Linked DNA regions of Sus scrofa: region 1 is linked to region 2. A link is a contact called in public HiChIP or PLAC-seq data. All regions are on one chromosome and are shown on one strand. Each heading gives the region's core, a stretch centred on a gene start, on an enhancer-like site or on the middle of the called end of the contact. The rest is flanking DNA. Distances are from core to core; before and after follow the strand shown.

The links. HiChIP or PLAC-seq counts read pairs in DNA pulled down with a chosen protein or histone mark.
Region 1: an H3K27ac HiChIP or PLAC-seq map of alveolar macrophages shows a contact between it and region 2. The contact joins two enhancer-like sites. A contact is called at or near these places in 6 of 47 Hi-C or Micro-C datasets (brain, embryonic fibroblasts, fetal skeletal muscle and 3 more) and 1 of 2 datasets of contacts at active chromatin or transcription factors (alveolar macrophages).

Annotation. Positions count from the first base shown.
Region 1 is chr8:28,950,999-28,955,656 of Sscrofa11.1, forward strand. The region is part of intron 3 of NWD2 (NACHT and WD repeat domain-containing protein 2); the gene reads left to right. Among named protein-coding and RNA genes, the nearest start is that of C8H4orf19, 60 kb to the right of the region's middle. Within about 2 kb of position 1,758, at least 2 of the 83 cell types and tissues checked have an H3K27ac peak or open chromatin away from gene starts, as enhancers often do. A contact at or near this core is called in alveolar macrophages, where this site is marked.
Region 2 is chr8:28,069,147-28,073,787 of Sscrofa11.1, forward strand. It overlaps DTHD1 (death domain-containing protein 1), which reads left to right. Exons shown (of 10, transcript XM_003128908.5): 10 at 2,697-4,641. The coding sequence ends at 3,055. Among named protein-coding and RNA genes, the nearest start is that of DTHD1, 74 kb to the left of the region's middle. Within about 2 kb of position 1,520, at least 2 of the 83 cell types and tissues checked have an H3K27ac peak or open chromatin away from gene starts, as enhancers often do. A contact at or near this core is called in alveolar macrophages, where this site is marked.

The DNA of each region.
Region 1 (4,658 bases), core at 508-3,007, 880 kb after region 2:
TTTGGAACCTATCAGAGTTCAGGAAATTTTTTTTTTTTTTTTTTGGAATGCTCTTAGAAGGGAGGGGGAGATAGAATGGAGAATATATGATGACTATCTAATCTGTTTTCCAATTTATAACTTGATATTTATATTTCAATGCATATGTGAGTTTAGCTATTAAATTTTCATTCACAGAGTTAATTCAAATTCAATTTGATGTGCCAGTATAACCTCCGTCACTTTTTTTTTTTTTTGGTTTTCACAACATTGAGAGAATTTGCCACTGACAGGCATGAATGTAAGATGGTTTCACCTTCCGCTATTATTTTCTCAGAGACTGTGTGTTGGTGATGCCTCATCTCCTACTAGTAGATAGGAAAGCACTTGTGACTGTCCATCAAAACCTCCACACTCTATGAAGGATAGTGAGCAGAGGTGCTCGTATTCCAGAACTCTGTGGCCTACAGACAGAAGATACATGCATGGATTTTAGGATTAAAGGGACAGAAGAAACAGCATTAGAATATACCATGAACACATTCATTATATGTCAAAGTGCCCAGAGCCAGCTAATCAGGTAATATGTAAGCACTAGATGGAGCAATGAGTGTGCTGGGGTCAAGGGAGGCTTTAAGATGATTGAGTTAATAAACAGGAGTTCCCATTGTGGCTCAGCAGTAATAAATCCAACCAGTATCCATGAGGACATGGGTTCAATCCCTGGCCCTGCTCAGTGGGTTAAGGATCCAGCATTTCCGTGAGCTGCGGTGTAGGTTGCAGATGCGGCTCACATCTGGCGTTGCTGTGGCTGTGGCGTAGGCCAGCAGCTGTGGCTCTGATTCGACCCCTAGCCTGGGAATTTACATATGCCATAGGTATGACTATAAAAAGAAAAAAAATGTTTTAAAAAGTGAATAATCATTTTAAGTTAAAGTAAAAAATACTTTTGTAATAGCAAAAGTGTTTTGATAGGTGGGAGAGGAGGAAAGAGAAATATCTGGTGAAGACCTAGCAAGAGGGGAACTAGGTATATGAGTTTTCCGTATGAGGAGTTTGTTTTGCGGGGGTTTTTTTTAGGGCTGCGCCTACAGCATATGGAAGTTCCCAAGCTAGGGTTGAATCAGAGCTGTAGCTGCCTGCCTACACCACAGCCACAGCCACATGGGATCCAAGCCACTTCTAAGACCTATACCACAGCTCACAGCAATGCCAGATCCTTGATCCACTGAGTGAGGCCAAGGATCAAAGCTGCATCCTCATGGATACTAGTTGGGTTCTTAACCTGCTGAGCCACAACAGGAACTCCCTTAAGGAGTTTTTTATTCATAGAATATCAGTGCCCCAAACGAACTCAGAGAGCACATCTTCCTCATCATCCAGAGGAAGAAGCTAAAGCATAGAGACACAACACAGTGGCACTGCCCACCCCGCGCCTCCCCCACCCCCCGCCCCAGAAGTTCTCCCTCCTGTTCAAATGTGGTCCTGGGTTGTCACACATGGCCTCACCTCACCAAATTTGAGAGGTTTAAGAATCATTATATTCTGTACCTATCTTCATCAGCTTAAACATCTTCATTTGATGAACTAAAATGTGAATACAGAGCAGTAAAAACCACCTCTTAAGCCCATATGCCTGTCAAAAGATAAACAGAGGCATATTAAAGTTTTTAAGAATTTAGGCAAAAATCAGTTCAAATTGGGGAGCATCTGATCTGACCAATAGAAAGGAGAAGCTGGACAAAATGAAAGACTTTCATAGACAGAAAGGAAGAGGAACAAGGAAGTTATACGAAGCAAAAATACTAGGTTATTGCAAGGTCATTTTCGCAAGTCACCTAACTGGTACCGATCAGGCAATTCCCCATTGACTGGTTTAAGCCCCTGTTTCTGAGAGACCCTGTAATTCAGTTGTCTCAATTTGGTGGGGCTTAGCGTACGTGACTCCATTGGGAGCCCAGAGTCCTGTTTTTCACATGCTTGTGAGTCTAATTAGCTTGAGTCTAATTAGCTTCCATTAAAACTAAAGACTAAAGCACAGATAATAAAACATGATCATTAAACAACTGTAACCAGACATAGGGATCAGAATTTGTGAACCTCAGCTCTATGGACATTTTAGGCGGAGCATCTGTTGCAGGATGCTTGGCAGCAGTCCCTCTCTCTACCCATCAAGTACCAGCAGCAAGCCTTCCACCACCACCTCCAGGTTATGACAACCGAAATTGTCTCCTGGGAGTAGAATCCACCCCCTTCCTCCCCTCCACATTGAGAACCATTGATGGAGATAATGTAAGAAAGTCTGGGATTACACAGTTAGTTGATCCAGGATTCTCGGTGAGAAGTGGGCAGGGAGGCACCAGCCCTGGACCTCCCTGAAGGGGGTGGGAGGGGTAATCTCCATTCAGCTCAGCTCCGGCTCATTGCTCCTGTGGGGCTCTGCCCTCGGAGGAGGAGTACTCAGTAATCGCCTCTGGGAGCGAAGTCGGACCCTGCAGTTGGCCATTTATTGACCTCACCATCACCTCCATTGGTGCGGGTTGTCTGACCTTCTTAGAGTCTCCTAAAACTGCAGAGCTAGTCTCCCTCTCAGAGAATTTGCAAATTATCTGACCCTTCTTTGAGTCTCCTTAAAAACTTTAGGAACTAGTCTCCATCTCAGAGAATTTCCAAGCACAGAGGGACTTTCTCATTCACACTGGGATGTCTGTGAACGCTGTGGCCACTGCGGAATGCTCCTGACCCCAATCTCAACCTCACATAAAATCATCCCCAGCCACCGTCCAGTGGCCGGCAGACCCGGAGCCGCTGTCTTTTGGTTCTCCTGTCGGAATGCTCTGGCTCCGACCCACTGAGCCTCAGCAAGTGGGAAGCAGCAGTCAGTGAGGCCAAGCCAGGAATGTTGGGCCTTTTTCTTAGAAAACAAAGGCTCCACTTTACGCTAGCCAGCAACATCTGCAAAAAAAACCCTGACCTTGATGATAATCAAATAAAAGAGGATTCAGAGAAAACTGTCTGTCATGCTATGAATAATCCCCAGTCTCTTGGGCATTTTATCATTTCTCTGTCAGAACCATCTACGCTACCTAATTTACAAGAGAAGTGATTGGCCCTCAAAGCTAATTTTTAGAAGAGGTTCTACGACAACTTCAGTAGTTTTGATTTTTTAATTAAGGTCCTTTATTATTGTCCTGGGCTCTGTGTTGTCATTAAGAAATGCCTGATCATCCTGAAGAGTGGAGAAAATTCAAAATTATCCAATAAACTTGAAAATTTCCACAGAAAATAGTCCAGGCATATTTTTAAAGATGGGAAATGGGAGTTCCCTAGCAGCCTAGTGTTTAAGGATCTGGCATTGTCACTACTGCGGCATGGGTTCGATCTCTGGCCCAGGAATTTCCACAGGCATAGCCTGCATATATATATGAAACAGGTACAAATACCGCCACAGACCCTTAATGGATCCTAGTGACTTTCAGTAAGGCCCACTATTTTAGGTTTTTTTCCGAAATGCTTAGAAAGCTGAATTCTGCACAGCAGTAGCACTCTGCTGGCTGGAATTTGGGGTTTCTGGCTCCTAACCTTCCTCCTGCTGGCTCTCTTCACAGCTCCTGATGCAACAGAGACTGGATCAGTTGCTATTCTTTCTACGGTTTTCTTCTTAGCCAACATCCATCTCTTCTGTCAAAACTTTCTCAGGTTGAATTGGTCCAATTCCCCTGGTCCCCAGGCTGGGAGTATAAGGTTAACCTTTGACAAAGAATTCTTCACTTTGGTAAAGCATTGTGAAATGAATGATCCTCCAATTGCAAAGAACATCCTTCCAAATATGAGTAATATTCTTTTCAGACAGCTTCTAAGAAAGAAGAAAGATGAAGTGGGGGAAGAGACACCTTGAGGTGACTAGGGAAGGCTTTGCCACTCATTTGCCTGATATTTTCCATCCCTTAATACAGCCACCCTAGGCACTAAAGTAAGCGCATCATCTCGCCGCCGCCGCACTGGTCATCTGTTTAGCATCTGTTTTCATTCTGAAAGCCTTCGTTGTCTGTCTTTTCCTTATGTATTCATCGGCATTATTTTCACTTCACGTGATTAAACAAGAAGTCTCAATAGGGGTGGGAGAAGGAGACCAGGGCTTTTCAGGGGAGGTAGTAAAATTAGTTAACACCAGAATAGCCCAGAACAGAAGCTGGACGTAATGGAGTTATTGGTTCATACGGACTGAAAAAAATCAACCTGTTGTCTTGTGTAATGTGCAGCACAGCAGGGGAGAGTGATCCGCAGAAATAGGCATCTACGTACTCCAAGATAAGACTCCCAAAATAGGGGAAGACTCCTTCCATTTAATGAAAATAGGGGCTACATAGAAGCCATAGCACTGGTGTCCTGCCATCATTTTTTTTTTTTTTTGGCTGCACCCACTGTATGTGGAAGTTCCCAGGCCAGGGATCAAACCCGTGCCACAGCTATGGTAAACCTCTGCCACAGCTGTAGTAACACCACATCCTTAACCTGCTGCCCCACACAGGAGCTTCCACTAACTCCTTTTTCTATTTCAATTACCCACAAGTCAGTCTAACCCTAGAGGAGCAGGAAGATTATAAATTAATTTGCAGTGGAGACACAACCACACACATGGGAACTTTCTGTCTGCTTTCCATGGCACACAGCACAAA
Region 2 (4,641 bases), core at 270-2,769:
AATGGAAGAGTTTGAATACCAGGAGAATTACCCAAATGTGACATAGAAACACAAAGTAAGCAAATGCTGTTGGAAAAATGGCGCCTGTAGACTTGCTATACACAGGGTTGCCAAAAGCTTGAATTCAATTTGTAAAAAATGAAGTATCTGAAAGACAGTAAAGCAAAGCATGAGAAAATTGGTTATGCCTGTACTAGGATGCAGGGAAACAGAACCAAAGATGAAGATATGGTAGATCTGGGATATTCCATATACAGGAGATGGCTAAGGCAATTGCTAAGGGGGAAGGGACAGAAGTAGAAGGGGCCTGAGAGGAGAAGCAGTCACTCAGCACTATCAGGAGGAAGAGAGTCAGCAAAGGGTAAAGATAGGGAGACGGAACACCAGGGCAGGCCGTGGAACCCCAGGGAAGGATTAAATGCTCCATGGAAGTCAGAGAAGATGCAGAATGAGAATGAGTTGTTGAAAGCAGTATTTAGGAGAACTCTAGAAAGATCAGAAAGTAAGGCTTTAATAGAGCTTTAAAAGAGGATATATAACTCATAAGGTAAGGGCTTAAGGAGTGAGGTGATGGTGATGGACTTAAGGCAACAAGTTTACATTAGGCGTGAAAAGACTTTTTGGTAGAAAGAAGGGAAGAGAGAGCCTGAGAGCTTGAAACAGCATCAGAAATGGGAGGCCTAAGAGGGCTTGTGGGAACCATGGAAAGAACCTGATGGAGGAGGTGGTTAAGGAACAGGTGTGAAGGGAAATTTTTTGATGAAAAAACATGTGGGAGATGGCACCTGGCAAATGTGGAGGAGTGTGATTTTGTAAAGACAGTGATTTTGAAGTGAAAACAAGGTTAGAAGAATTCAGGTCAAGTGGCTTTAGGTAATGTTAGGAGAAACAGGCATTGGTTGGGTGAGAATAAGAGTGAGACTGGGGTTTAAGGATGGCAGAAAAGTTTTGTGTCATTGCTGTGGAAAATTTGAAACCAAATTCAGGAATCGGATGTTTTAATGGATTTGTAAGCTACTAAAGGCTTAAATTGTGTACAAAGCATAGAGTTTGTTGACCACACTCAGTATAGTTTCATAACCCTGGGCATCCCAGTGGCTGACTGCAGTGTGAGTAAGGCAGGATTGGTGACTGACGAATTGAGAACACTGAAAGCTAAAGAGGACAGCAGGCTTTAAGGTGGATGCAAGACCATTATTGAATCACAAAGCTGATCTTTAGGGGAAGTATGGGTACAGAGACAGATGATGGAATGACTGGGAGCCTTAAAGAAGGACTTGCAGTACTGGTGATGAGGCAAGAAGCATATGAAGCAGGAGCAAAGGAATAGAAGCTGTGGAATTTTAGGAGGTACTGGTTAGCAGTAATATTGATAAGTTGAAGCCATGGAGATAGAATAGCGGTAGCTGATCATGAAACATAAGGATTGGTCATGAAAGTTGGTTTCTCATATGGGGTTACCACACAGGTCATTGATGTGGACAGGATTAGGAAAGCATGTGGTCAGCGGTGTGACTGATTGTCAGCAGGGTTGCTGATGCTTCTGCCTGGCAACGGCAAGAGAGAAATGATGTGGAAGGGGAGAGGAAGGCTTATGCGGGCAGCAGGGACATTAAAATGAATATATGGCAAGATGGAAGCAGAATGTTGGTTTGAAAGTGAAAACAGGAAAGATGACTCCATTTCCTGGGTAGCTTTCATAGAAAAGTGGCATGATGTAAATGCAGGTGCAGTTTATGTGAGGAGATAGTTGGAAAGAATGGGTAAAAGAAGGTGGACATAGAATTCTTTCCTCATACCAAACCAGGGAAACTGCTGCAGGGGTTTGCATGACAGAGAGAGAAAGTGACTCTGAAGCAGCTTAGTGTTGACATATGGAAGGAGGGAGATAGTAGGACTTGGGGGACCTCTTGAGAGTGATGGATCTGAGCTAGAGAATGAAATAAAATGACAAGCAAACAGCAGAAGATTGGAATCATGAGTTTGGTGGTAGACAGGAGTCATGGAGTAAGGGAAGGGGTATGCTGAACATACAGGGTATATTCAGAGATGGTAGAGTTTCTCAATAGTCCAGAACCAGGCAATACAGGTTCTCTGTAAAGGACCTTCCAGAGAACTGCTCTTTGGGAAGTGGATCTTGGTGCGTTTGTGTGCATATGTAGTTGGGGAGGTTGGGGTGTGAAGATGGAGCAGCTGCTAGTATAATTTATACATTATGTTAGTACGAATTAAGAGAAGTATTTTTTGAGCCTAAAAAAAAAAAACTCTTTTAACATAGTGCTACTCAAAGTCAGGCCTCAGTATCAGCATCATCTGGGAGCTTGTTAAAAATGCCAATTTTTGGGCCCCATTCTAGTCTTACTTAAGTAGACTCTCTGGGGCGGAGGTCTAAAGCCCATTTTTAACAAGCCTGCCCGGATCTCAGGAAAGTTAAAATTTGAGAAGCACTTCTAACCTTCTGCAATGGGTGGGTCCCTCAGAAGACCCCGGAAAGCCCAGGGACTCAGAGTCTCTCAACTGTCCATCTGGGTGGTCCCCAATTATTCTGCTGCTCAGAGGACATACCAGAGATTGAGTAGATTTCCCATGACCAGGTGGAGGGCTAGATGAGCACACACCCCTTCCCCCCGACCCCTGCCCCCACTCCCGCCCCCGCGAAAGGGTCCTGACAATGAGTGTTCCCCGTGTGCCGGCAGAAGCCCTGTGGAACAGCTTGCTCTACTGGCTGTCGGAGGAGCTCTCAGAAGAAAACGCGCTGTGTCTCTCTGCATCCCTCCCGCTGCGCCGCAGCACCGTTCAGCTCATCAAACTGAAGGCCCCCAATGACCTTGCAGAACAGACCTACGAACTTCTCTGCTTCTGGAAAAGATCACTCCCAAATTCCACCGACAAACTTCGCCTTCTAGCTCGCCATCTCCGCAAGATAGGCAGGAGTGACCTTTCAGGAGAGCTCAAATTCAAGTGGGAAAATAAAGTGTTCACTGAACCACCACGGTGGTCTGATGGGGCAGAGGAAAGCCCTGTGGCTCCTTCTGCCCTAGAAGAAGGGCTGTAGCTGGCTTGAGGATGGCTTCTGTCAACGTGTTACTAGCAGTGTCCAAGTAATGTCTGAAGTGAATCTATGTGATAGATGTGTTATTGAGACAAGTGAAGAGGCGGTAATCAGACAAAACCATTTGTGGGTTGGCTTCCTCTTTCACGGTTCAGTGATATACGTTCTGCAGGTGTGACCGTCCAGAGTTCAGCCAAACTTATTATCAGTTGTAACAGAGCTTGCCCTGTTTATATTTTAATAGATAGGTTGCTTTTTATTTTTTTTAATTAAAAAAAAATTTTTTTTAAGGGTCGTAGATGCAACATTTGGAAGTTCCCAGGCTAGGGGTCAAATCTGACCTACAGCTGTCAGCCTATGCCAGGTCCTAGTGGTGTCTGCCACCTACACCACAGCTCATGGCAATGCCATATCCTTAACCCACTGAGGGAGGCCAGGGATTGAATCCGCATCCTTATGGATACTAGTCTGGTTTGTTTCTGCTGAGACACAACAGGAAGTCCTAGGTTGCTTTTTAAATATAAAGGAAAGGTGTAATCTACAGAATTCCTTTTTTTTTATTCTTATCTAAATAAAAATGAACATGTCATCCAGTACTCCAAGAAACTAATTCATGTAATGTGCAAACCATGGAACCCACAAGTAACAATACAAATAAAGTGAGCTGCAGAAACCTGATGTGAATGAGAGCAAATCAGTTTAACAGCCAAGGTTGAAATCAATTAAAACTAGAATGACCCTTCATCCATGTATTGTCACAAACCTTTCTTGTAAAATATAGCCTAAAATAGGGCAAACCTCATTTTTTTTTATTATTATTGGTCAGATGAGACAGCAGAGAGACAAGGATGCATCAGTGAAAGAACTCAGGGCCTTTTGTACTGAGGAAAACAACCTGCTACCAAATCAGTTTGACAGAAACCTTATTACATAAGCCCTTATGGGTCATTATTTTTTTTTAAAACCTGCCTGTAAAAAACACAAAGCTACAAGGAAAAAAATACTAATTACATAAGACTCTCTATCACTGATAATCCTCGTTAATGTTAAGTGTTTATGTATTGAGACTTGGGAAAACCTAGAGCACTTTAGTTCCCCAACACAGCATGACACGAATGGGCCATTGCATTAGCACCACCAGTTCACTCGTGGGGGACCGACAGGCCTTGGCTTGCAAATATTAGCAATGATGAGTCTCGGTTATTGAAATACCTGAAGGGTAATGAAATTACATGAAACAATAAACACTTTATATGGTTCTCAAATTTAAAGAAAGGATTTCCTCCTATAAATTAACCAGAGACTTAGATATCTATGGTTATGTTAACAAAGAGAATTCCAATTTTCAAACACATTCCTATGAAAAAGACTCTGAGGAGCCTTTCTGTGTTTCCAGAAAGGTATCATATTTTTAACGTGTTTTGGGAATGAAGAAAATAGACTGAGGAGTTCCCGTCGTGGCTCAGTGGTTAACGAATCCGACTAGGAACCATGAGGTTGCGGGTTCGGTCCCTGCCCTTGCTCAGTGGGTTAACGATCCGGCGTTGCCGTGAGCTGTGGTGTAGGTTGCAGACGCGGCTCGGATCCCG